Regions from separate parts of the Mus musculus genome. Here all the other regions are linked to region 2. A link is a contact called in public HiChIP or PLAC-seq and promoter capture Hi-C data. All regions are on one chromosome and are shown on one strand. Each heading gives the region's core, a stretch centred on a gene start, on an enhancer-like site or on the middle of the called end of the contact. The rest is flanking DNA. Distances are from core to core; before and after follow the strand shown. Region 1 holds the start of Rab17 (RAB17, member RAS oncogene family). Region 2 holds the start of Twist2 (twist basic helix-loop-helix transcription factor 2). Region 3 holds the start of Mlph (melanophilin). Region 4 holds the start of Otos (otospiralin). Region 5 holds the start of Ndufa10 (NADH:ubiquinone oxidoreductase subunit A10). Region 6 has its middle 33 kb from the start of Mir6900. Region 7 holds the start of Olfr1414 (olfactory receptor 1414).

Region 1 (3,237 bases), core at 339-2,838, 830 kb after region 2:
CAGAAGAACTGTCCTGATTGCCTTATCTATGTGGGAAGACCTGCCCCCGTCAAGGGCAGCACCCTCTGCACAGCCCATATATAAAGGGCACAGCAGTAGGAAGATTTTTGGCCTTTTGCTCAACTCCCTCTTGCCTCTGAGTTGATTCCTCTCCTTGCAGCTATTCCTCCACTGATGTCAGAACCAGTGTTTCCAGCCTTCTGATGTGGACTAGACACCAACAGTTCTCCAGAAACCAACTAGTTTTGCAACACCCCCCAATTCCCCTGAGACTGCAGAGGTCCCCAGCCTCATGAACTGAGCAAATACTGGGTTGTTTGCCCCTCTAGAGGGAGACAGTTACAGTGGGATTGTATCTCACTGGTGAGGCAGCCAGCCTCACAGACCAAACGGCTTCTAGAGTCTCACTCTTTCAGTGGGATTCAGCGTTTGTTACTGTTTTTATGTAAGTTGACTTAATACATTCGGCACATATAAAGCTCTTTCCATTGCTCCTTGTGCATGTGTTGCAAGGGCAGGTCCAGCCACCCACAAGTCTGTCTTCAGGGTACTGAATCGAGATTAGAGTTTAAATAGAGGGCCAAGGATAAGCACCTCTATTCTGATCAGTCTCAGACAACGTGTGGTCCCGCCCACCACGGATCCGTCATTATAACAACATGAGAACTTCAGTCTCATTGTAAGGTAGTCCGACAAGCTGTTAGAAATGCATGCAATCTCTTCCCAGGCAGTGTACTCCCCAGTACAAGATTGCTAGGAGAATGCCCACTCCTTTGGGCTCGCTGTTTCAACAGTCTGATGTTCAACAGTCGAACTGAGCTACCTGTTACCCTGCAGCTCTGAGACTTGACCTCTCCTTACAGCTCCCGAGCTGTTGTCTGTCTGTCCATGGGGTTAATAACTCTTTATAAACCCCTTTGATAACCCCCCCCCCCCGCAACAACCCATCTCAGTGTCCCCTTGAACTCCGGAGACCTTTGTACCAGTACCATTTCCAGTGTAAACCGAAAAGGCCACGCCCACACATCTCTACCCACTACAAGGAGGATAGAAGCGGTGCTGGGTGCCACACCTTGGATGCCAATCTAGGCACAGGGAATCAGGGTCCTGTTCAGAAACAGAATGAGGTTCTTGGTCTTCAAGGCTGTGGGGGCACCCAGACGTGTGGACAGGGTGTGCGTCCTGGAGGACAGGGTGACAAGAAGAAGGCCAGTGGCCTCTGCAGAGAAACAGGTTCTTCAGGGTGCATTGGAAAGCCTCTTGGGAATCCACGACAGCTGCCCCCTCCCCCACTTAAACGGTGCTGAGTTCCCCATTGGGAACACAAGCTGGTAATCCAGGTGAGTTGTGAGCACAGAGAGAACACGCGATTGCCTGGGACTTGTGGCTGAGCACAGGAGAACTGATTTCCATCTTTCTTCAGCCTAGAGTTTCTCCTTCTGGGGATCCTCCAGCCCTGCCCAGGCAATTACCTGCTCCAAGGCACACCCATCCCAGGCTCTGGCCCCGGCCCTGCCCATCTGGCATGCGGCCTCAAACTGGAGATGTTTACATAAATTAAGAAGTGAGCTCGCTCGCTCCTGTAACAGAAGAGCTGTTCTCTAAGTCTGTGATGCTTTCTGGTACAGGTGAGACCTGGAAAGGGCTGAAATTCAGGGCTGCAGCTCGGTGAGGAGGCAGAGAGCCACCAAGTGTGACTTCTAGCTTACTCTGACCCAGCTGATCACATGATCATGTGGGGACTTTGCACCGGAGTTTACAGGAAGAGTCCTGCCGGCTGGGGCCTTGGTGGGAGCAGGGGGCCTGCTCACTTCATTTGCTCGGCTGCTGGTAGTCAGTGTGCACTGCTCTGCCCACCCCGCCCCTGGCAGGACCCTGACGAGTCATACAGCACCCAGGGGAAGCACAGCCAGGGGAAGAGAGGGGTGCCTGCGGCCCTGTGGGATGGTGGTCTGTAGCACTCTTCTAAAGTGAACAGGTGAGTCCTTTTTAGATTGTGTTGTGCTGCGTGTGTGTGTGTGTGTGTGTGTGTGTGTGTGTGTGTGTGTGTGCTGTGAGCATGTGTGAGTGTGTGTGTATGTGTGTGTGTGTGTATGTGTGTGTGTGCTGTGAGCATGTGTGTGTGTGTGTGTGTCTGCTGTGAGTGTGTGTGCATACAGATGTGTGTCCCTGTGTTCTCAGGACCTGAATCAGAGGCGAATCTGAAACAGTAGACGCCTTGAGTTTGTTCAGCACCTATAGTGTTCTTGTTTGGGTCACATTGAATTTTCCTTGCAGAAAGTTCCAGTTAAGGGTTTTGAACATAAAAGGCGAGTGTGAGTGAGTGGGTGCCTTGTAAGGAAGCCTTTTCAGATGGCTGCAGAGGCTCCAGCAATAGCAGAGAGCTTGGCAGACTCTTCCAAAAACTCTCTTCTGCAGCTTGCTGTCAAATGCCATGTTGTTCTGAAGTTCGGTGTCTGGAATGGACAGCTTGGAGGATCTGGGTGAAGAGGAAGGGGTGCAGCTTCCTGGGGTTTCCTCCTTCCCTGAATGTGTTTTCTTAGGTGGAAGAGAGGCAGGCTTGTGACTGCTGAAGAAGGACCCAGTCAGGATGGGAAGAGACTCCCAATTGCAACCACTGCCTTCAGAAAGATCCAAATTCTAGAAGAGGGGGCAGGTACCACATCTCCAACTTTCCCTCCAAGTCGAGGCTTCTGCCTGGCTGCTATTGGAAACTTGCAACACACAGTCACTCAGAAAGCAACACGAGCACATCTGCCGTGGTCTTATCTATTACAGAGAAAAATAATTAATAGCAGGAAAAAAATTCAGTGATAGGGGAATGAACTATCAAAGCGAGATAATTGTAGAAATCTGACGCAGGCACGTGGACACTGTGTTTGATGCTATGACCATTAGGGCAGAGTGTGAGATTACATCAAAGCTGAGGTATTGTTGTTGTTATTGTTGCTGCTGTTTTGTTGTTATTAGAGATAGGGTCTTACTCTGTAGCCCAGAAAGGCTTGAAACTTGTGGCAGCCCCCTGCTTAAGCATCCCAAGTGCTGGGATTATAGGCTTACAACAACTATTGGTGTTGTTTTGGAGGTGCAAAGGCAGAGTTCCCCTGTACCACCCCTGAGGCATATCCTGCCACCATCAGTGCTGGGCCGAGCTGGTGCCTCCCGGGGTCCTAACAAGCATAAAAACCCATCATGTTTCAGCCCCGAATTTCACGTCTTTGCCTTGGAAAGCTGCTG
Region 2 (3,247 bases), core at 668-3,167:
CCCACTGTATGAGACCAACATTTTGTGGCCACAGCAGCAACTTTCAAGATATTATAAAATTATAAAAGTGTAAATAGATGTTTGGGACAATGGATAATCATGTTAATCTTGATTAATCCAAATTCTTTCTGTGTTAAGCGGAGACTTTCATTTAAAAAAAAACACACAAGATGCATGAAAAACGAAGGAAAATTAAGTGGGAAGAATTTTCTATACCACGCTCCCCTCGAAGATCTAAGCAAGGCCTCAGGGAAGCAGAGCCTGCAGGATACTGCCCCTGGGGCTGCCTGGGGATTTGGGATGTGTCTGCTAAGCAGCGGGTGCAGGACATGATAAACGCTCTCTGAAACACCAATCCGGTGCTCAGCTGTGCTGAGCTGCCTTCTTCCCAGGCAAGGCCCTGCTCACACTGCTTCTTCATCCACACCCACCGCACACTCAGACCTGTTACCCAGCCTGAATCCCTTGCCTCTGTGTCTTTCCAAGTTCAAGGATGGTGGTACTTAAGCACACAACTCTAAATACGATCCACCTGCTTGCAGGCAGCCAGAGACTCCAAGCCGCTACATCCACCCAGGCCTGGGCGCTTGAGGGTTCCATACTTTTGGGGCGACAAGGGTCTACTGCATTCTTGGCGCCCAGAGATTTGCTCCTCTGTGAACCTGGAGCCCCAGCGCTGAACAGAAACCTCTCTGCCGCGCCAGGGGCCAGCATCATCTTACGTACTGAGCCGGCTAGGGCTTGAACGCCCTAGCATCCAAGGCGCGGGCCGGAACTGCGGATCAGAAAGAGCGGATTGTCTGTACCACGCGTGGGCTCCTCAGCTCCATAGAATGAGCGCGAGGCAACAGGTCGGCCACAACCCAGCGGGCATCGCATCTCCTGGCCTCCGCTGGCCTAAGGAAGACGTTTTGACAACCGCTCCCCACAGAGTCACCCACAGATACCCATCCACCAAAAATGAAAAGTGACCATTTGTCCAATAAGTGTATTTGGACCCTGATGGGGAACCACAGGCGGGTGGATTCCGAACGGATACCCTTGGCAAAAGACCTTGGGCGTGCCCCCGGGGTAGGAGAGTTTTCTCAGGTCGCGCCAACCCTTGCAGGGTGAGGAAGCTCACCCCATCCCTGTGCGGTTGCCTGAGGTACCTTCACGAGGAGAGATACACTGGCCCGTCCGCCCACCCACCCGTGCGTCGTGGATGCCCACCACACGCAGCACCTACCCTGGCTTGCGGCTCCGGAGGTGGATGGCACGGCGCGGCGCTAGTGGGAGGCGGACATGGACCACGCGCCCTCCATGCGCCACACGGAGAAGGCGTAGCTGAGACGCTCGTGAGCCACGTAGCTGCAGCTGGTCATCTTATTGTCCATCTCGTCGCTCTGGAGAACCTGGTAGAGGAAGTCTATGTACCTGGCGGCCAGCTTGAGCGTCTGGATCTTGCTGAGCTTGTCAGAGGGGAGCGTGGGGATGATCTTGCGCAGCGCGGCGAAGGCCTCGTTGAGCGACTGGGTGCGCTGGCGCTCGCGCACGTTGGCCAGGATGCGCTGGCTCTGCAGCTCCTCGAAAGACTGCGCGCTCGGGCTGCCCTTCTTGCCGCGCTTACCCGGGGTCGGGCTGCCATCTTCGCTCGATTTCTTGCTGTAGCGCCGCTTCCGGCCGAAGCGCTTGGGCTGCCTCTCCAGCTCTTCCTCACTGGTGCCCAGACTGTCCACGGGGGACACCGGCGAGCTGGAGCCCTCCTCCATGGCGCCCGCCCGGCGCGCGTGGGGCTGGGGGGCGCCGAGCGCACGCCACTGGCCAAGCCCGCGGCCGCCGAGCACAGGCTCCCGGGTCGCTCTCAAAGGCTCTGATTTCGAGGCCGGCTTGTGCAAAACCGAGGTCTCCGGGAGAGGAAGTTATTCTAACTTTTTTGGAAACTCTATCCCGGCTGGGTTGCTAAATAGCTGTCAGGAGCGAGGGCGGCGCGCTGATTGGCCACCGTGGCCAGGGGCAGGACAAATTCTGGGGCCTTCGCCGGCCGCCCCCGCCCCCCCCCCCCCCCCCGGGCGGCACTTTCAGTTTTGTCTCCGCTTTTTTCGGCCCTGACTGTGGCCCGCATCTCGGAGGCCAGATCCGCGCGCTCAGCCTGCGCTCCTACCCCAGGCGCGGGCCGCTAATCAGCGGTGCTGACCTCTAAGTTCAACGGTGCCTGCCTTTGTCTGAGTCTCCTGGAGCAGATTTGGCCCTGCCAGGGTTCAGGGTCTCTGCGAGGGGTGGAGGAGGCAAGTCCAAGCCCAGATGTGCTCCGTGGACCAAGGACGCAGCTGGGAGCCTCTTGGGGCGCGCACTGAGACCTCCGGCGTCTGCAACGCGATCCTGCCCGCAGTGAGTGGAGCTGTGCAGGCAGAGTGCCACGACCCGGGGCAGGGCAGATACTCGCCTGTTGGCAGAGATGTCCACCCCCACGATCTCGCCTCTAGGATCTATAGAGACGCCGCCCGGCTCGGGCCAGTATGCAAGTTGGAGATCCTTTTTCAATCCCGATTTTCTGGGCTACTTCAGCCTGGACACGTTTTCAGAACCTGCCCCCTAAATGCTTTATAGCTTAGGCATCACAGCGAGCCTCTGCGGGAGCGCCCATGTGCCCGCCATGCCTGCCTACCTGACCTTGCCCTGAGTGTTGGATCCCGGTTTGGGGTTCAGCCTCAGCCTCTGTACTGTGCTTCACTTGCAGGCGGGTGGTGGGCCCAGAACACTGAGACTAGGGAGAGGCTGAACCTGTCTGAAGTCCCCTGCCCTGGGCACTGATGGGCAGGGCAGGAGGGCTCAGGATTGCAGAACATTGGGCCAGGCCTTGGTGAACAGACATCACGGATCCCGGCCCTTTGCCATCTGGACTCTGAGCGCCGAGCGCCAGCCAGCGCGTTTGAAGTGCTTGGGGTCTCTTTGTTCGCCAGGCCGCTCTAGCTGGGGCCTGGAGGTGGTTTACAGCTTCCTTGCCTTTGAACCTATTCCCAGGTGACCCGGGCTCAACTAGGCCAGGCTTGAGCATGGCTGTCAGAGAAGCCCTGTGATCAAGGGCTAACTAGGTCTTATTGAAGTTGAACCTGAGGCCAGAGACTGCTACAGCCTCAGCCACTCCTGGGGGCAGTGGGGAGGGCCCCCGATGTGGGGCCCTCGGGTTGAGACCACTGTCTAAGGAGCTGGAAGAGCTGTGTATGCCACTTCTTGCCCCCTCACCAAAGGCCTGGGCTCTCCACCT
Region 3 (3,497 bases), core at 889-3,388, 890 kb after region 2:
CCTTTGGAGCTGACTCCAGAGCTTCTGGGTGTGGTTATGTGTATGTAGATAGGGTTTACACCACAGGGGTACTGGGGCCTCCAGACTCCAGAAGAAGGATGGACACACTGCCACTCAGAAGCATCCCCTTCCCCGACAGATGTGCCAGGTGCTACCATGGAGCTCTGGAAAGGTTCCTGCAAGCCAGACTGCCTGGTATCGCTTCTAGCTTGATCTCTTCATTCTCATTGGCTCTGGTCATCGGTTCTGACCTACATGCAAGGCTTCTACTCTAGGCTGTGACAAGAACTGAACCAGGTGCAGCTACAGAGCCTGCAGCTGGGCTTCCAAACCAATTCAGGCATAGGCAGCTTGGGTGCTTCAGGTCCCTCCTGCTCTCAAGATCTCACTGTCTACTGTGAGAGGTTGGGGCCCATGGGTGATCCTGCCACTGTCAGCTGGCATATGCTGAGTTGTCCCTCAGTTTGTTTGCTCACAGTCACTGATGTGCCAGGTTCTGGGACAGGTGGCACTAGAAGCAGATAAGCTGGCCTTTATCTACAAAGGTCTCTGGTCATCTCTAGCCCAGTATGATGCTGGGATCTTAGACTTAAGAGGCACCATGGTGGTAGGGTACAGGGTGCATACATGTTAGGGATGTGTGTGTCTTCTTTCAGAAGTCGCTTTTGAAAAGAACAAGACAGTGAGCCCTAAAAGGTGCTTTGACTGCATGGCCAGCACACATGGCCGTCCTGCATCCATACTGAAGGAAGGGAACGGTATCATTAGCCTACAGGCTCTGGTGTCCTCTTTACCCTTTCCTTACCTCCCCCCTCTCCCAGTTCCCCCTCCTTGACCTCCCCCTCCCCCAGTGTCCCTCTCCAACCTCCCTCCTCCTCTAGTTCTCAGCAGCTTTTCAGAGTCACTAATGCATCAGGATGACCCACCAGCTTCTCATGCTTGTGCCTGGACCAGGTTCCAAGTCCTGTGAGGCACCTGCCCTGGTACCCACTTTGGAGATGGGGCACTGATGCTGGGTGAGATGGAAGAACTCACCTCCCCACCTTGCCTGGTGATGCTCTAAGAAGTGACACCTTGGAGACCTGGGCCCGGAGGGGTGATGCTCGTGGCCAGGAAAGCTGTTGCTGTGTCTTACTAAGGCCTTGTAATCAGTTGGGAGATGGGTGTGTGTTAAATGACACACATCTGGGCCAGGGAGCCATCAGGCTCAGGGGTTCACCAACTTCAATGCCCAGCTACCCCTGGTCTTTAGCCCATCCCTTTTCCTGAGACTTGTGCCCTGGGTATCTAGGGGAGTCTTGTACCCTGGTTATTACTCAAAGCCCTCAGAAGGAAACAAGAGCAATCCTTGTGGCATAGAAACAGAACAGACAACAGCACCAACTCATTTCCGATGAAAGCAAAGAACTGTGTTTTTAGTTCAGGTCAGTAGGACATAGGTGTGTGCTCTGTGAAATCTTCCTGCATCTGTGAGACTCAGCTCTCTCCCAGGCTTGGACACAGTGGGGTGACACTCGAGGTGTTAACACATTTCCTCTCACATCTTCATAATAAGAAGGAGGGCCTAGAGGACCTATGGTCCAACAACAACAACAACAACAACAACAACAACAACAACAACATGATTCCACTAAGTCCGGAGGAGGGCAGGTGCCTCCTTCATGCACCTATCTGCTTTCTTCTTGCTCCCAGAAGACAGCCAAGAGGAAGCCAAGAGGGCAGCCAAGAGGAAGTTTCTGTACAAATAGCCTCTCACCCTGGGCTCCGGTCCAAGTCTCCCGAAGGCACCAGCTTTTAGCTCAAAGGAAGCTTTTAATTAAAACCAACTGTTTAGCCCCAAATGGGCTCCCCAAGGATTTCGCCCATTGTGTTTAAGGCATCCAGAAGAAGCCCAGAGTTCAGAAGTAAGGTGTCGCTGCACCCTCCCTGAGCCAGATTCCCTCTTCTGGGAGTTCTGCAAGCCCCAGGTCCTTGGTGCACTCACCAGCCTCTCTCCTGGGAATGCCCAGCCTGTAGCTCTGGCTCGGTGGGTCCTGGCCTCTGCTCCTTTCTCTTAGCTCCTGAGAGAGAAACCCCAGGCACCGAGCGAGGCCAGTGTCAGGGTGCACTGAGCTAGACAGAGCTGTGTGCGGGGATCCAGGCAGCTGTGGCGCCGGTCCTGCCCAACTTGCGGCTCAGATCACGTGGGCTACTCCTGACCCGCCCAGCTCCGGGATCGACGTGCACCCCAGGGTGCCTGGACAGGCCAAGAGCAGAGCGGACTCCAGTGGCCCTCCTGGGAGGCGCTGAAGTGGGTATGGAGGACAGAGGCACCTTGTCCCCAAGCCGGTTGAGAGCAGAACACGCGTTGGAGTTGTGCGCTCATTTCCACCACTGGGTTCTGGTCCCCCATAGGAGGGATCTGCTGGCAAACCGCATCCTCTGAGAACACGGCACCTCCGCAAATATCCATTTTAACTCTTTACTTAGCTTCACAGACAGGGAAACTGAGGAAAAGCGCCCTACCCAAAGTCACCAACTTCTTAGTGAGACTGTGAGCCCAGGTTTCCAGCTGGAGTCGCTGTCCCCCAGGCCCTCAGATGGACTCACAAGCGGCCCCCCCCCCCCAGTCCGGCCAAGGCCTTGACTATTGAAAACAGTCCAGTAGGTCTGTGGTCTGAGAAGCTCCACCCAGAGATCTGCCCTGGATGTTGAAAGAACATAACCTCCCCCCATGCCGCAGCATAAGAGCACCCTGACCCCTTCCCTATGGCTATATTAAAAAACCAACCAAACAAAAATTCACTTAGCCAAGTGTGTGCTAGTTCACACCCAAAATCCCAACACTTGGGAGGCTGAAGCAGGAGGATTGCTGAAAGTTTCAGACCAACCTGTTTTAGTATTGAGTTCCAGCCAGGCCAGCCTGAGCTACAGAGAGAGGCCTCTACTCTTTGAGGACAACTTTTACAACTCAGTGCTGGCATCTGCAACATAGAGACAGGGCCGTAAACAATAACTAGCTCCAGGGTGGACAGATGTGATAGTAGCATTTATTCCCTGTCAGCAGGAGAGGAAAGGGAACCTTAGAAGACATGCTTTGGGTCATCTGCAGATGTGTGTGTGTGCGCGCGCGCGCGTGCGCGCGTGTGTGTGTGTGTGTGTGTGTGTGTGTGTGTGTGTGTGTGACTGAATATGTGATTGTGTGTGTGCATATGACTGAGTATGTGACTCTCTCTGTGTGTGCATATGACTATGTGATTCTCTGTGTATGTGTGCATGACTGAGTGTGTGAGTCTCTCTGTGTGTGCATATGACTGTGTATGTGATTGTGTGTGTGTGTGTGTGTGTGCATATGACTGTGTATGTGATTATGTGTGTGTGTGTGTGTGTGTGTGTGCATATGACTGAGTATGTGACTCTCTCTGTGTGTGCATATAACTATGTGATTCTCTGTGTATGTGTGCATGACTGAGTGTGTGAGTCTCTCTGTGTGTGCATATGACTGTGTATGTGATTGT
Region 4 (3,452 bases), core at 521-3,020, 850 kb before region 2:
CCAGGCATGCATGCGAGAAAGGCAATGAATTGCAGTCCAGAAACTGGTGTTCGGGGCACTCGAACTGGGTGATAACCCATCATCCACACCACCTCTGCTGACAGAAAAACATTCTCCCAGAAACAGGATAACCCATTTACGTTCCTCCTAGGCTGGAAACTGAGCTAGCGGGTCCTTCCCTGCACCCCTCTAGCCCATGCCACAGGGCCTGGCTGGTTCTGGGAGCTCTGTAGCCTACGATATCAAGTCCTAGAGACATAACATTTAACCCTCCCTGTGGTATTAGAAACATGACAGACAAGTCACTTTCAGTTCAAAGGAACTGGGGGAAAGGCTGTGTTACGGCGAGCAGAGATCAGAACTCTGCAGTGGTCTGAGGTGAGAGAGTCACGTCTGCCCAAGGGCTTCTTCTAAGTAAATGGGCCTGTATGGCACTGGATTGATGTCACTCCTGTTGCTGCTGACCTGTGTCTCTGGTATCCTGTCCCCTGACTGGAGTCCAAGGCAGATCCTTCGGCTTGTGTCAGCATGTCCGACGTGGTGAAGCCCTTGTGGGAAAAGCTCAGATGACATCCTTCACAGCCCAGGGTCAACACCAGCCCTTCCTGGGTTCCTGGGAATCTTTTCCCATGATGCAGAGAAATGCAGATGACAAAGAATCCTGTGAGAAAAAACAAACAAACAAACAAACAAAAAACCATGGGCCATGTGAGACCCATCCTTCTGTTGGGGGTCGCAAATGACCACAAGCTAAATATTCCTTGCTGGGAAGGGTATGTACTCCACCTCTCAGGGAGGCAGCTGTGGTGAACCAGGCAACTTCCCAGTGAGATGCCTGGCTCAGTGGTTCAGTTAACCCTTTATGTCACCGAGAAGCCACCAGTGGAGCTTCCTGCAGTCAGGGCAGGGCCTATAGCAATCCCTGGATCCTTGGCCTCAGCAAGATCTTTCAGTTCTGCCTGGGCTGGTTTCTGGATCCATTAGCCCCCAGGAACCCAGATGCTCTCTGTGCGTATTGGGGGTGCAGTATTGATTCCAGATGGTGGCCTCAGGTAGCGCCACACCTATCTTGCTCCTGCCTTCTGATCCCAGGCTCAGCCTCCAAAGCAGCCCGCCTCTTCCCATACTCTATGGGATGACAGCAATAGACACCTGCTTGTCTGTGCACATTGTAAGTGTGTACACACCTGTGTGTGCATATGGTGTTGGGAAGATGAGTGTTTCACCTAAAGTGAATATTTGGGGGTGGGTGGGTTGGGGGACAGATCCCTGGAGATGTTTGAGACATGAAACTTCCGCTAGAAAAGCTGGTCGCTTGAAATTCAAATGTAACCATGCGTCCTGTATTTCTTTCAGCCACACTGGAGTCCCTAGGACCCCCCAACCCCATCTCATCCCAATCCAGGTCAATTCTTCGTGGTTTCTGAAGGGGTACTCGCCGGGGTTGACCTGGGACCTTTTCAGAGAGTCTATGGTCAGTTCAGGAAAAGAACGAGGTATTTTAAAAGAAGGTGATCACATGCTTTCACATTTCAGCTTCAGATCCGTATGCGGTCAGTCTTATGACATGGAAGGAGACTTTGATTATTCCAGAACACAAACCCTGTCCTGTGGGCCAGCTGCACAGGAGCCTGTGAGCATGGCGCCCCCTGGAGGCCATCTCAGAAACATTCCACTCCAAGCTCTGAGCCTGTTCTCCAAGCAGCCTGGGACCGGCTGTCTCACCCCAGGCCCTTCTAGATTTCCTGTTAAAGCTGCCACACCCGCATCAGCTGTGGTGGCGTGGAGGGACTTCCACCTTGACAGGCTTTGCCAAGTCAGCTCAACACGCTCCCAGAATTCTCCCTTTTCATGTCCAAGGTAACATGTTTAGTTAAGCTCTTTAAAAGTCCGATAGGGATGTGTGTGTTTGAGGACAAACATGGGTGACATTAGAAGTCTGCGCCCCCCTCCTTTGTAGGAGCAGGGATGGCACTTCCCAAAGGAAATGTGTCTACCAGGGCATGTTTAGAGGGACAAGGGGCAGCATGACTTCTAGAACCTCTGAATCCCAGCTCTGTGTGGTCACATGACGCCACTCTCCTTGGGTTTGAATCCAGCCAGAAGACTCCAGCCCTGTCAGTGAGGTACTGCTCAGTCCCTGGGACACCCGGGTACTCTGCAGGCACAAGCGGGAGGGCAATGCTGCCATCTGGGACGGAGGACTTAGGGCAGATGTCAGTCTGGGAGATGTGAGGAGAAGGCAGACTGTGAGCCATCACCCCCTACACCCCAGTACTTATGCTGGCCACGGTCCAGGAAACAGGAAGTGACTCTAGGATCAGTTATAAGCCACTTCCGAGGCTTTGCGGGGCTCGGGGATGTATGAACAGTGCAAAACACAGGCGGACCATTCCGTGGCAGAGAAGAATGCAGGAAAACACACTGGCACGATGAACTGTGGCCTTGAGACTTTAAATTATGAGCACCTGCCTGTGTCCATGTTGGGACAGCTCAATGGATGATGGTAAGCTACTCTGGGCTCTGCCTTCTAGGAGAATGAATTTGGGTTGCGCTAGCATTTCAGAGTACAGGCAGGGGCATCTGCGAGGCTCAAGGAGTAATTATTAGTCAGATGTGGTGTCCATGGATGGACAGCAGGGGGCGCCAGATACCTCTGACTCATTCCCAATCCTGGCGTTCGTTACCACAGGGTCCTTTTCAAGCTGACTGCCACGGGAGATAACAAGGGGCCTCTGTCCAGCAGAGTGGCCTTATACATCTAAGCATCTCTTGAATCCAAGCAGACAGACTGTTAAGACCTTGGAGGTTCCCTCCGAGTTTCTGTGTGGGGCGGGATATTATGCACTGGATATCATGCAGGCTTCTGAGCAGTCACTGGGCAGGTTTCAAGTTTGCCCATCCTATATGGTATTGTTCCTGGGCCCGACCTTTGGGAGCTTTTGAGAATTCGAACTCTTCCCTGCCCTCAAGCATTGAATTTTAGAAGGAATCCTAGCAATTATTAAAGGATGGAATCCAGTGTTTTGGGATTCCCATCAAATGTAGGAATGCAAGGGCCCTGGGGAAGGCATTTACCATTAAAAAAAATGACATTTACTTATTGTGTATGTGTTTGCAGTGTGTTCCAGGTGTGTATGTGTAGGTCAGAGAACAACTTGTGGGAGTTCGTTCTCTCCTTCCAGCATGTGAGATGTGGGGATCGAACTCGGTTTAGCAGCAAGCACTTCTACCTGTTCAGCCATTTTAATGGTCCCTCTTGAAGGCAGAGTGGTCTGCAGGAGAACAGGGAGACAGATGGGTGAGGTGCAAAGGAGATGTGTTCTGGGTGGGCGGGGGCAGGGGGTGTCTCTGTCCAGGCCAATGAGATAAGGTGTCTGAAGGATCCAGGCAGAGAGGAAGTGTGTAGGGGTGGAGATGTGGTGCAGGAAAGAACGTGTGTCCCAGGAGGT
Region 5 (3,689 bases), core at 467-2,966, 670 kb before region 2:
TATTCTTCTTCTATCTTTTGTACTTATTATGTGGGTTAGGGGTTCCTTTGTTGAGTACTTGTGAGGAAAGCAGGCCCCTTGCTTTTTATATATATATATATTTATTTATTATTTATATGTAAGTACACTGTAGGTGTCTTCAGACACACCAGTAGAGGGCGTCAGATGTCATTACGGATGGTTGTAAACCATCATGTGGTTGCTGGGATTTGAACTCAGGACCTTTGGAAGAGCAGTCAGTGCTCTTATCCCATTCTTTCTCTATTCATATGATGTTAGCTTTAGGATTTTGTGGGCATACTTTATGAAGATGAAGCAGCCACCCTGTAGCCTTTGTTGGAGCATATGTGTTCTTTTATTTTAAATGAATATTGAATTTTGTCAAATGCTTTCCCTGAACCAAGCAATCTGATCACACATAATTATTTTGGTTAGTTTGTTTTTTATATCAGTTGATTTTAGGATGACATCCCATTGCTTGTGGTGCACCACTCATTTCATGTGTTGCTGGATTCAATTTGCTGAGATACTGATATATGGAGGTCTTACATTTTTGTACTGTCTTTGACAGTTATGGCAGCATAACATGCGATAGTAAGCATTATCGCTTCTGTTTTCTGGAGGAGACTGTACATATTTAGTATCATATATTTATGTATAAAGTAAAATTCTTCAGTAAAACATACGTGCTTGGGAAATTTCTCTTTTGGGGTTGAGTGATTTTTGAATTACACTGGAGGGGAGTAGGGAAATGAGATAATGATCAGGATTCAAAAGAAATGAGGAGAGGTTTCCCCTTCCCGTATTCAATGTACTGTAAGGATACAGGACTTTCTAGAAATCCAGAAATGCGGGGGAGGTTTTGTGTTAACTACATGGAAAGTGGTCCAAACCCAACCCAGAACTCCTCATTGTCTTGGGGATCCTCTCCCTATCAGCACTTTCCTGGCTTCTGCGCACTGCACTCTTCCACCTCAGAGGCTCTTGGAGCTGAAGAGCTTTCCAGGAGGTGACTATAAAGTCGGCAGCTGTGGAAATGAGGCAGGGTGATCTGCACTGGAGATATATGGTGGTGCCAGGTCTGTGGCCACCTCAGCTCTTAGCACTACAAAAGCTCAGAACTGCTAGGTCGTGAATTGGTTGCCCCCACAGGGCTCAAGCTGATGACAGGTCCTTCTCTCAGAAACCTAGGCAGGGAGAATGTGACGCCCCTAGAACTCAGATGGGGAATGGACTCTCTCCTCAGCGACCAGAAGGGCGGGGAGCGGATCCTCCCTACAGAACTCAAACAGAAAGTGGGTCTACGTTTGGGCGTGGAGCAGGGAGACAGCACAGATTCTGGGGAGCGAGAGGATTCACCCCACAGAACACCTGGGAGTGGGGGGTCACACTTTTGTCACACAACTCAAGCATCTGCGAGAACCCGAGCTCAAAGCTGGGAGCCTCAAGGCCCAGGCAGGACTTCTAGCCCTTTGCCACTTTCATACTATAACTTGTCTAGGATCTAGGCGCGCTCCTCGCCCAAACAATCTAAGCTCAAGCAACTAGAGCGTCGACAAGCCTAAGCTCCGCCCCTTCCCTCTGGCCCCGCCCCGTCCCAGTTCCGGAATATTTTCTTTTTTCGACAGGCGCCGCGAACACTCAGTGGTGACGTCATGGCAGCGCGCCGCGGACGAGCTAGGACCCCGTCGCGTTCATGTCCCTCTGGTCCTTGAGCCGGCGCAGACGGCGAAGTCATGGCCTTGAGGTTGCTGAGACTCGTCCCGGCGTCGGCTCCCGCGCGCGGCCTCGCGGCCGGAGCCCAGCGCGTGGTGAGCGGCGGGTGGCTCTCCTTGCTTGGATCTCGGCCTGTCGGCTCCGAGCCCTGACGCTCCGGCGGCGTCTGTCAGACCCGTGAGCCGCGAGCTCCTGAGGCCTCCGCTCACAGCACCGGTGCAGCGGGACTCACTTTCCCGGCTGCATACGGAGAGCCGAGATGCCGGAGCTCCGGAGCCTGGGCCCGCATGCTCATCGGTTCAGAAACTGCTTTGTGGAACGCCTTGTAGACTCTGGGGTGACGTGATGTGGAGCAGCAACAGAGATTTGGGGTAGATTGGGGAGGATTAGGACCTTTTAGGGTGCATGCAGAATAATGGGTGACAGTAGGTGCTTAGGGGACCGTGGCTGGAAACAGGACACGTCTTATGACGGCATCATAACTTCTTTGCTTTATAGTAGCTAGAACTACATAGGTGGTAAATCGGAAAGGGGTTGACAGTCATGCTAAGGATTTTTATTTTGAACAGGAGTGATCTGTGTGTGAAAGAGGTATAGATGTGAACCAGAGAGAGACGAGGTGTGTGTGAATGTGAGCCTGGATCGGCACTGTCAGCCTAAGCCCCACTATGAATTAGCACTGTCAGCTTAAGCCTATTAGGATCGCAGTGGAGCACAGCAGCAAGAGCACAGAGCATATTCACAATCCACTCTTGACCTTGACCCTCAGAGACCACACTCCTTCCCCTGTATCTTCACATCACCCTCTTCAGTGAAGTCGTTTCATATATTCACATGTCGGAAGTTCAGTCACACCCCGTTCCACCCTAAGCTTTTCATGCATTGAGTTCATTCTTTATGCTGTGAAGTTTTATTGTTTTGCACAATGAGCAATATTATATTTTGGACTTTACAATACACACAGAGTAGTTCACAGCCCTAAAAAAAAAAAAATCTATTGTCCTTAATATTCATTTATTTCCCACCCTGTCAACTCCTGACAGCCACTGTGCTTTTGATGATTTTTGTCATTTTGCCTATGCTAGACTCGTGTAATCAGTCACACATATTACCTGACACAGTGCTTTCTTTTTTTACATAGACTTTGACAGTTACACTTAGAATTTATTTGTGGGGCTGCACAGCTGTTAAGAGTACTTGTTTCTCTTTTAACACACACACACACACACACACACACACACGTACACAATCTAGACAATATTTCTTAAGCCAGATGTTGTGGTGCACACCTTTAATCCCAACATGAGACAGGCAGATCTATGAATTCTCGGACAGCCTGGTATACAGGGAGTTCCAGACCAGCCAGGGCTACATAGCAAGACTCTTGTCTCAAATCCAGCCCCCAAAAACAGCAGGGGTGGGGGAAGACTCACTGTGTCTTTATGGCCTTTTTAGTCATTCCCTTTAATTCCATAGTTTGGTTATACTGCCATTTATCCATTTACCTATTGAAGATCATCTTGGTAGTTTCCCCATAAGGCAATTGTGAAAAAGCTGATTTAAGTATTCATGCAAAGCCGGGCATGGTGGCACACACCTTTAATCCCAGCACTTGGGAGGCAGAGGCAGGTGGATTTCTGAGTTCGAGGCCAGCCTGGTCTACAGAGTAAGTTCGAGGACAGCCAGGACTACACAGAGAAACCCTGTCTCGAAAAACCAAAAAAAAAAAAAAAAAAGTATGCATGCAAATTTCTTGTGGGAATGTTTCCTATCATTGGGTGATGTGTTTGCTGGTTTGTTAGTGAGGCTGTAGTTTTATAACCATCTGTCTTCTACCGACCATCCCATTTGCACTCCTTAGCAGTACAGAGCATCCTGCTGTATGGGTGCTGACGTGGGTGCTGGAAGTCATTTGCATTTATGAGCATCCAGTGAGCATACACACACACACAGCACATCTCCTGGTTCCCAAG
Region 6 (3,317 bases), core at 1-2,500, 630 kb before region 2:
GGCTTTTTCGAGACAGGGTTTCTCTGTATAGCCCTGGCTGTCCAGGAACTCACGCTGTAGACCAGACTGGCCTCGAACTCAGAAATCTGCCTGCCTCTGCCTCCCGAGTGCTGGGATTAAAGGTGTGCGCCACCACCACCTGGCTCAAGGGCCTTTTTAATTGGACAAATAGGGGTGGAAATGTAGTGGGTTGGCCCTATGTTGCTTATATTCTAATGCTAATTTGGGCCCCCCAAAACTGCCCCAAAGACAAGAAAGTCTGCACCTAAGACACTGAGGGCCGGGCGGTGGTGGCACATGCCTTTAATCCCAGAATTAGGGAGGCAGAGGCAGGCGGATTTCTGAGTTCGAGGCCAGTCTGGTCTACAGAGTGAGTTCCAGGACAGCCAGGGCTACACAGAGAAACCCTGTCTCCAAAAAAAAAAAAAAAAAAAAAAAAAAAAAGACACCGAGGGACCCTGCCCCAGTTAATTCTGATTGTTAAATAAAGATGCCAGCAGCAGCCAATAGCCGAAGAGAAGAGGCATAGGCGAGGTTTAGGTTTCCCCGGCTTGAGAGCCCGAGGAAGGGAGGAGGAAAGGAAGGAGGAGAAAGAAAGGAGCCGCCATGGAAGAAGAAGAATATGCAGGAGGGAGGAGAGCCACAGTGGGGTTGCTGAGCCGTACAAACATGGACGTGTGGGCTGGCCAAATTAGAGTTAAGAGCAGCCCAGACAGAGCATAGAAGTTAGTAAGCAGTAACCGGAGTTATCAGAAGGGAAGGGGATTCTAACAGCATGGAGGGGAGGCAGTTGCCCAGCTATTGTGCTGCCTAAGGGATATTTAAAAATATAAGGCTCTATATGCCTTTCATCTGGAAACATATATGGTCAAAAATGGGAGAGAAAAAATAAACCAGCGCAGGGATTTTTAAAACTGTTTTTACTACACTAGACCTTGCTAGAGCCACTGATGTGAGTCACGTGCCTTCTTGCCCTCCTGTCCTGCACAGAAGCTGGGAGGACAGAGGACAGCTCTCTGTGACCTAACAGGACCTTAGAGCCCAGGGTACCCTGCAAAGACGGCAGTAGGGTGAAGGCCACAGCTGACATGCATTTGGCTGAGGGGACATCCAGGAGGCCAGTGGCATGACTTTGGGTCCAGCTCTGGACTCTGACTGGCCACCACCCCTTAGCCTCACGAGCTGATGACCGTAGCTTAAGGAAGTATCCTGTGAGGCTAGTCCTGCCATTTGGGCTCTGCTGGGGGATGGTTGTGTGCACTGTGTATTCAGATGCTGATTTCTATGCCCAGACATCTGGTCCCAGTCAAGCATCTCCGGTCTCACTGTTATGTAAAAATTGTTTTCCCTCACCTCTGATTGGTTAATAAAGAGCTGATTCAGCTGATAACTGGGCAGAGGGAAGACGGAAGGCAGAATATCTGATCCTAGTGATGGGGGTCCCAAGTGAGGGAACTGAGGGAGAGAAGATGTGGAGGGACCAGGTGGAGGGACCAGGGGGAGTCACCATGAGGGGACACATGGAGTAGAACAAGTCTGAGCAAGACTCGGATTACAGCTCAAGGACCATGAGGCTGGGACCTTGTAGGGTTAGAATAAATGAACATCTGCCCAGTTAGGGCTGCCAGCTTGTTAATAAATCTATTAGGTCTCAGTGTTGTTCATTTGGGAGCTAACGTGGGCTAGAGTGGGCATAGAAACACTCAGCAGTTGTTTAGGAGCAAGGGGAAAGAAAGCCGCCTAAAATTACTTTTACAGGGCTCTCTGAAGGTGTCTCCTCCCGTGTGCTCAGCTCCAAGGCCAGGGCTATAACAACTGGCCCTGACACAGGACACAGAGCACACTTGCTTCCCCCAGCCTTAGCCTGTCCTTCCTAGGCTCTGCCTCCTCGGTCACTGTGAGGTCTGAGTCTCCATTCACAGCCTTGCTCCTGGGGCTAAGATCCTCCCTTGTCCATCTGCTGAGCTGCCCTCTGGAACCTGCGAAGCTGGCCAGGTGGTGCTGAGAGTGAACTCTCTCACTGTTGAATGACCGACCACTCCCCATCCCTGCCTGAGTTAGGATGTTCAGCCTACAGGACCCTGATTCAGCACTGAAGCATCTTCAAAGACCACCACTAATAAACTATGTCTCCACCAGTGAAATGAGCCAATCCAAGCCAGATTAGAATATATCAAAGGTGGGTTTATTGGAAAACTACTCTTGGGTGAGTTCACTGGCCCCATTGGCCAGAGGCCAGGGAGGTCAGCATAGGGAGATGAGTGAAGGAGGAAGAAGAGAAAGAGAGAGAAGTGGGGGGGAGAAGAGAGAGTAGACCAAACTGTCTGGATTATATAGGGAAAAGCCTCTGGGAAGGGCAGCCAGCCCTTGGGCTGGGAAGTTCAGGGTTGGGGGCAGGGTATGTCAGGTAGGGACTGAGGGATGCTGGGAGAACCTGGAGACCAGGTCTGCTTTGATGTGTAAAATATGCACCTCAGTCCCTTGTCCTGGGCTCCAAGACCAAACAACGAGGCCAAGGCTTTTGAAACTACACCTGCTATAAGTACTTTTTCCAATGTCTGCATCAAATATGGATGGTTTTCAGAATCACATAGTGGGCATTTAACAGTACCCACAGTCAGTTTCACCCTTTGGTTTTGTGAACTTGAGGCCATGGTTGGCTGAATCCAGTCTACTCTCACATTGAAACTTGTCTCTCTGGGCCTGTTTATTTTTTCTTCCATTTTAAGAAAAAAAAATATGACATAGGACACTTTGTTGTTTGTTTTTGTGCCATGGAAGGTAATTAACTTATCACCAGGCATGTTAGGGACAGAATTTTTAATAAAAATTAGATTTCTCTTGAATTTGTCTTTGGTGGGAACTCACATAATTAGCCATATATATAGTCATGCAATATTGTCAAACAGAACACAGAACTTTGTCAGCTACCCTGTAATTTGTTGTTTTTTTTTCTTTAAAAAAAAAAAATCAGCATTGAGAACAAATTTCCTGAGATCTTAGCAACGTGGGAAGTCCAGACACTAGAACTGTGAAGAGGAGGCCTGAGATGGAGAAAGCTCAGGCCTGAGCAATGGTGGAGAGGCCCAAGGACCTCAACCTGCCCAACAACACCAGGATCATCAAGGAAGCATTCCTGAATAGCATTAGCATCTCCAAGGAGGCCAAAGTGCCACCTCCTGCACTGCCAGCATCTTCCTTCTGTATGCCACACGGATAACTTCACAATGAAAGGGAAGCGCAAGTCTCAATCAACGCCAGTGATGTGCAATCAGCCATGGAAGAGATGGCGTCCCAGTGGTTCATTACACCATTGA
Region 7 (3,480 bases), core at 309-2,808, 720 kb before region 2:
GCTTACACAGATGGTCTGTGTTAAACCAGATGGGTCAGAAAAATAAAACTTAAAGTCATGCATGTGGGGAAGGGATCTGAGGAGGAGGAGGTGAGCTGATGGGCTGGGGGAAAGAGAAGAAAGAATGGGGGCAGGGAGTAATCAGAAATATATATATATATATATATATATATATACTGTGAGATTGTCATTAAACCAAATTAATTAATAAAAATAATTTCTCTTGTAACGTAATAGACCATCTAACAGAGGCAAACAGTGCAGGCAGCCATGAACACAGCAAAAGTCTTTCCACTATGGGCAAAAAGCACCTTCCTGCCAGGTGGCCACACAAACCTCTCACTCTTCCCAGGCAATGCCAAGAGCTTGGCCTCCTTGATTCTATACCTATGACTGTATGAAGGATGAAGGACTTGTTATAGCCATGATTATTTTATAGGTTTGGTTTGGTCTATGTTGCCCAGGAACTGGGAAAGGACCATCCACGCCTGAGTTCACAGGCTCTGGCAGGGACTGATGAAAAGTGCTTTGGCTTTTTCTGGGAACCTAAGAAGATGCCCAAATGGGCAATGAGCATGTGGGGACATAAGACCCACCTACGCCATCCTGTGTCCAGACAGCTCACTTGTGGGTTCAGCTGGCTCAGCAAATAACACACTGTAGGACATGGGACTATTTCCAGCTTTGAGAGATTGTGAAAGGAACAGCCATATAGATGGAGGTATCTGGAGTTGTACATGAATATATGTCTAGTTTTACAACTCAATAAGAAACTGCTAGACGTCCTTTACAGAGCAGCTGGACTGTCTTGCTCACACTGGCAGTGTAGGAGAGTCTGCACCCACCACCATCCGGAGCTGTCTGGTGTTCTATTTTAGCCTCTCTGAGAAGCTGGAAGGCCTGCTTGGTTGTGTTTGATTTGTGACACCTACTGGCTGATGGGCGATTATGACTTTGTGGAAAGGTTGGTTGGGTTATCAGCTCGCTTCGAAACTGGACCGAGCCTTGTTCTCTCTGATGGCCTTGCTGAAGATATAGGTAGCTTGAGCCTACCTATACTCTGGGACTCACTCTCCTGCCTGGGATCAGTGGCTTCTATCACTCTGCCCACCTGGCAAGTCTGTTTGTCTTAGACATAAGCCGTGATATTTGTTCTGGTCCATCACAAGAAAGATGTCTCTGTCTACATCAAAAGTTCAACTTTGCCTTTTCACTCATGAGTGATGACAGTCATAAACTGCAGGCCTGAGTAGGGCCTTACCTCAACCTCATCTTCTGGACTAGACCTCGTCATCACTCTCCACAGAGACATGTCCCTCCCTGCCTTGAAGAGCAAAGGTGGCTCCAGTCAGGACAGGGCCATGTAGCCAGAGTGAGGGAATGGAGAGAAGCTCTGCCCAGGGCCTGAAGGCTTGGACAGGGTGCTGGGGACAAGGAGCAGAGACACCAAAAGGCCTGAGTTCCTTGCTAGCCCATGCCATCCAGCACAGGAGACCAGGGCTAATTGGCGGTGTGGGGCAGACACACTGTACTGTGGGGTAATTGGGCCCTGGAGTCCCACGTCCTCGCACATGGGGAAGGAAGCTTCCCTTTTCTCTCAGTGCCTCCTTTAAACCAGCTGTGGCTCAAGTGGGCCAGCTGCTCTGAGGGATTAGCCAGGCTGCAGCAGAAGCCAGGTGTCTGGGGGTGACAGTGGACAGAGAGAAGTGGTTTCAGAAGACTGAGGACAGACACACAGACACCGGCAGATCTCCAAGGTAGGGAATCACTGATCTTGGCACTGATTGTACCATAGAAATTTCCATGCTCTCAGCATCCTGTCTCCTGTTGCTATTTGCATGCATTTTCCAGCCTCCTCACACCCACTGCTTCTAACATTCTCTCCAATACTTACTATTCCCACTCTTCATTTTGTGCCCAACTCCGTGCACATGCCCCTCAGGAAATGTCCCCTTGACCCTGACTTCAGAAAAGTGGATGAATGAACCTCAAGAGGGCTGACATCTGCCTTGCTCCACTTGTTCCTCACAGGAAGCTGGCCTGTTCCCCTGAATACACACACACACACACACACACACACACACACACACACACACACCACACCCAGCCTGCAGTCAGCTGGAGGGATTCAGGCAGGGGCCCCAGAAAACCCATCCTTGCAGTATCCAGTGCTAATAAACCAACCCTGTGCAGTGCCAGGGCAGGCAGGACTGTGAGCCAACTACCATTTCCAGAACCCACCTTCACCATAGCCATAGGGTGTTGATGGATCAGAACCAAGCCTCTGGGAGGACTGCCCCTGTCTGTGGTCCACCTGATCACTCTCCCCTTTGTTGCCCTGCTTTTTCTTGCTCCCTCTCTCGCCCATTTAAACTTCTATTGCCCCATTTTGGTGAATCCAGAAAGAACCACAATTCTTTCTTGTGATTTGGAAATCTGAAGGCCACAAGCACGGGACTCAAAGGAATGCAGAGAACAGCTTCCCTCTAACATTTCCCATCAGAGTGAGACTGCCCTCTTTCCTAATGTCCTCCTGGACTCCTGCCTAGACTCCTTGGGTAGCTAGGCACGCCCCTGACTGTAAGGAAGACCCAGGACAGTTCTACCTCCAATCCACCCCAGGCTCTGATCCTAGCAAAATCCAACCATCCTTCCCAGTCAAGCTCTAGAGAGAACCACTAGCAGCTCCAGAGTTGGCCTGGATCTAGGCAGGGCTGGAGACTCTGGGGACAGGTGTGACAGAGGATAACCATTTTTCCAGGGCCCCTCACTTCCCAGGCCCTACCATGGTTGTGGTCTCACCTGCCTGCTCCTGCCCACTGCCACTCAGACTGCAGAGTGGCTTGTCGTGGGAGCCTCCACACTTGCCAAAAGTCTTGACAGGCAATGGAGGAACAGGACTTATGCCCTGTGCCCCTTTGCAGTGCTATTGTGAGCCTCATTGAGGCCTCCATGCCCAAGGTGACAGAGAAGTAAAGGGCGAGCTGAACTGAGAAGTGGCAGGTAGTCTCCAGATTTCCAGTTGTCTTTTCCTGAAAGGACTCTGTTCTGTGCGCAAATGTGTTCCCATCCCACTTTCCCATTCTGTTTGCTCCTGGTCACTAGCCAGACAGCCCCAACCTAGTCCTGTGCCCCTGAACTCCCAGCAGGGAGACCCTGCTTGGCCTGGCTGGAACCTCACATCTCTAAATCTCTAACTGTCCCTTCCTTCCCCAGGGGCACGGCCCTGAAGTATTTCCAGTCTTCCCCTTGGCCCATCAAATTCACATCTGCTGCTAATGATTCATTGACCAGGGTCATCCTCGACTCTCGGGGTCTGGATCAAGAAAATGTGTCAGGCACTGTCCTTAGCCTAAGTCCCATCTCGTCCTCCTAGAGGGATCAGAAGCTCCATATATGCACCCTTCCTCTGCTGGACCTCAGTGCACTGATCATTTCCAGTGTGGATCAGCCCAGCCATCAGCCATCAGAGTGACACTG

What was found. Promoter capture Hi-C pulls out the DNA fragments that hold promoters and counts their contacts. HiChIP or PLAC-seq counts read pairs in DNA pulled down with a chosen protein or histone mark.
Region 1: a contact with region 2 is called in a FOXA1 HiChIP or PLAC-seq map of pancreatic cancer cells. The contact joins the promoter of Rab17 here to the promoter of Twist2 in region 2. A contact is called at or near these places in 2 of 39 promoter capture datasets (HPC-7-derived erythroid cells and embryonic stem cells) and 1 of 115 datasets of contacts at active chromatin or transcription factors (pancreatic cancer cells).
Region 3: a promoter capture Hi-C map of stem cell-derived epiblast-like cells shows a contact between it and region 2, with 2.7 times the contacts expected there. The contact joins the promoter of Mlph here to the promoter of Twist2 in region 2. A contact is called at or near these places in 4 of 39 promoter capture datasets (the C10 cell line, HPC-7-derived erythroid cells, pre-B cells and 1 more) and 1 of 115 datasets of contacts at active chromatin or transcription factors (pancreatic cancer cells).
Region 4: a contact with region 2 is called in an H3K4me3 HiChIP or PLAC-seq map of stem cell-derived neural progenitor cells, with 4 times the contacts expected there. The contact joins the promoter of Otos here to the promoter of Twist2 in region 2. A contact is called at or near these places in 5 of 39 promoter capture datasets (embryonic stem cells, hippocampal neurons and liver), 4 of 115 datasets of contacts at active chromatin or transcription factors (astrocytes, embryonic stem cells, pancreatic cancer cells and 1 more) and 1 of 9 other capture datasets (pancreatic islet).
Region 5: a promoter capture Hi-C map of embryonic stem cells shows a contact between it and region 2, with 4 times the contacts expected there. The contact joins the promoter of Ndufa10 here to the promoter of Twist2 in region 2. A contact is called at or near these places in 18 of 39 promoter capture datasets (the 3T3-L1 cell line, 3T3-L1-derived adipocytes, the C10 cell line and 11 more), 1 of 484 Hi-C or Micro-C datasets (the C2C12 cell line), 11 of 115 datasets of contacts at active chromatin or transcription factors (astrocytes, craniofacial prominence, embryonic forebrain and 5 more) and 2 of 9 other capture datasets (adipose tissue and embryonic stem cells).
Region 6: an H3K4me3 HiChIP or PLAC-seq map of embryonic stem cells shows a contact between it and region 2, with 4 times the contacts expected there. The contact joins the enhancer-like site here to the promoter of Twist2 in region 2. A contact is called at or near these places in 5 of 39 promoter capture datasets (3T3-L1-derived adipocytes, frontonasal cranial neural crest, hippocampal neurons and 2 more), 1 of 484 Hi-C or Micro-C datasets (embryonic stem cells) and 6 of 115 datasets of contacts at active chromatin or transcription factors (astrocytes, embryonic stem cells and stem cell-derived neural progenitor cells).
Region 7: an H3K27ac HiChIP or PLAC-seq map of embryonic stem cells shows a contact between it and region 2, with 5 times the contacts expected there. The contact joins the promoter of Olfr1414 here to the promoter of Twist2 in region 2. A contact is called at or near these places in 5 of 39 promoter capture datasets (embryonic stem cells, hippocampal neurons, liver and 1 more), 1 of 115 datasets of contacts at active chromatin or transcription factors (embryonic stem cells) and 2 of 9 other capture datasets (adipose tissue and macrophages).

The regions. Positions count from the first base shown.
Region 1 is chr1:90,967,971-90,971,207 of GRCm38.p6, reverse strand. It overlaps Rab17 (RAB17, member RAS oncogene family), which reads left to right and starts at 1,588. Exons shown (of 6, transcript NM_008998.4): 1 at 1,588-1,978.
Region 2 is chr1:91,800,131-91,803,377 of GRCm38.p6, reverse strand. It overlaps Twist2 (twist basic helix-loop-helix transcription factor 2), which reads right to left and starts at 1,917. Exons shown (of 2, transcript NM_007855.3): 1 at 1,229-1,917. The coding sequence starts at 1,751. The coding sequence ends at 1,269.
Region 3 is chr1:90,913,741-90,917,237 of GRCm38.p6, reverse strand. It overlaps Mlph (melanophilin), which reads right to left and starts at 2,138. Exons shown (of 16, transcript NM_053015.3): 1 at 1,985-2,138.
Region 4 is chr1:92,647,159-92,650,610 of GRCm38.p6, reverse strand. It overlaps Otos (otospiralin), which reads left to right and starts at 1,770. Exons shown (of 5, transcript NM_153114.2): 1 at 1,770-1,860.
Region 5 is chr1:92,471,785-92,475,473 of GRCm38.p6, reverse strand. Ndufa10 (NADH:ubiquinone oxidoreductase subunit A10) reads left to right here and starts at 1,716. Exons shown (of 10, transcript NM_024197.1): 1 at 1,716-1,811. The coding sequence starts at 1,737.
Region 6 is chr1:92,430,289-92,433,605 of GRCm38.p6, reverse strand. It overlaps the pseudogene Gm7837. Among named protein-coding and RNA genes, the nearest start is that of Mir6900, 33 kb to the left of the region's middle. Within about 2 kb of position 1,250, at least 23 of the 459 cell types and tissues checked have an H3K27ac peak or open chromatin away from gene starts, as enhancers often do. A contact at or near this core is called in embryonic stem cells and hippocampal neurons, where this site is marked.
Region 7 is chr1:92,516,593-92,520,072 of GRCm38.p6, reverse strand. It overlaps Olfr1414 (olfactory receptor 1414), which reads left to right and starts at 1,558. Exons shown (of 2, transcript NM_147039.2): 1 at 1,558-1,757.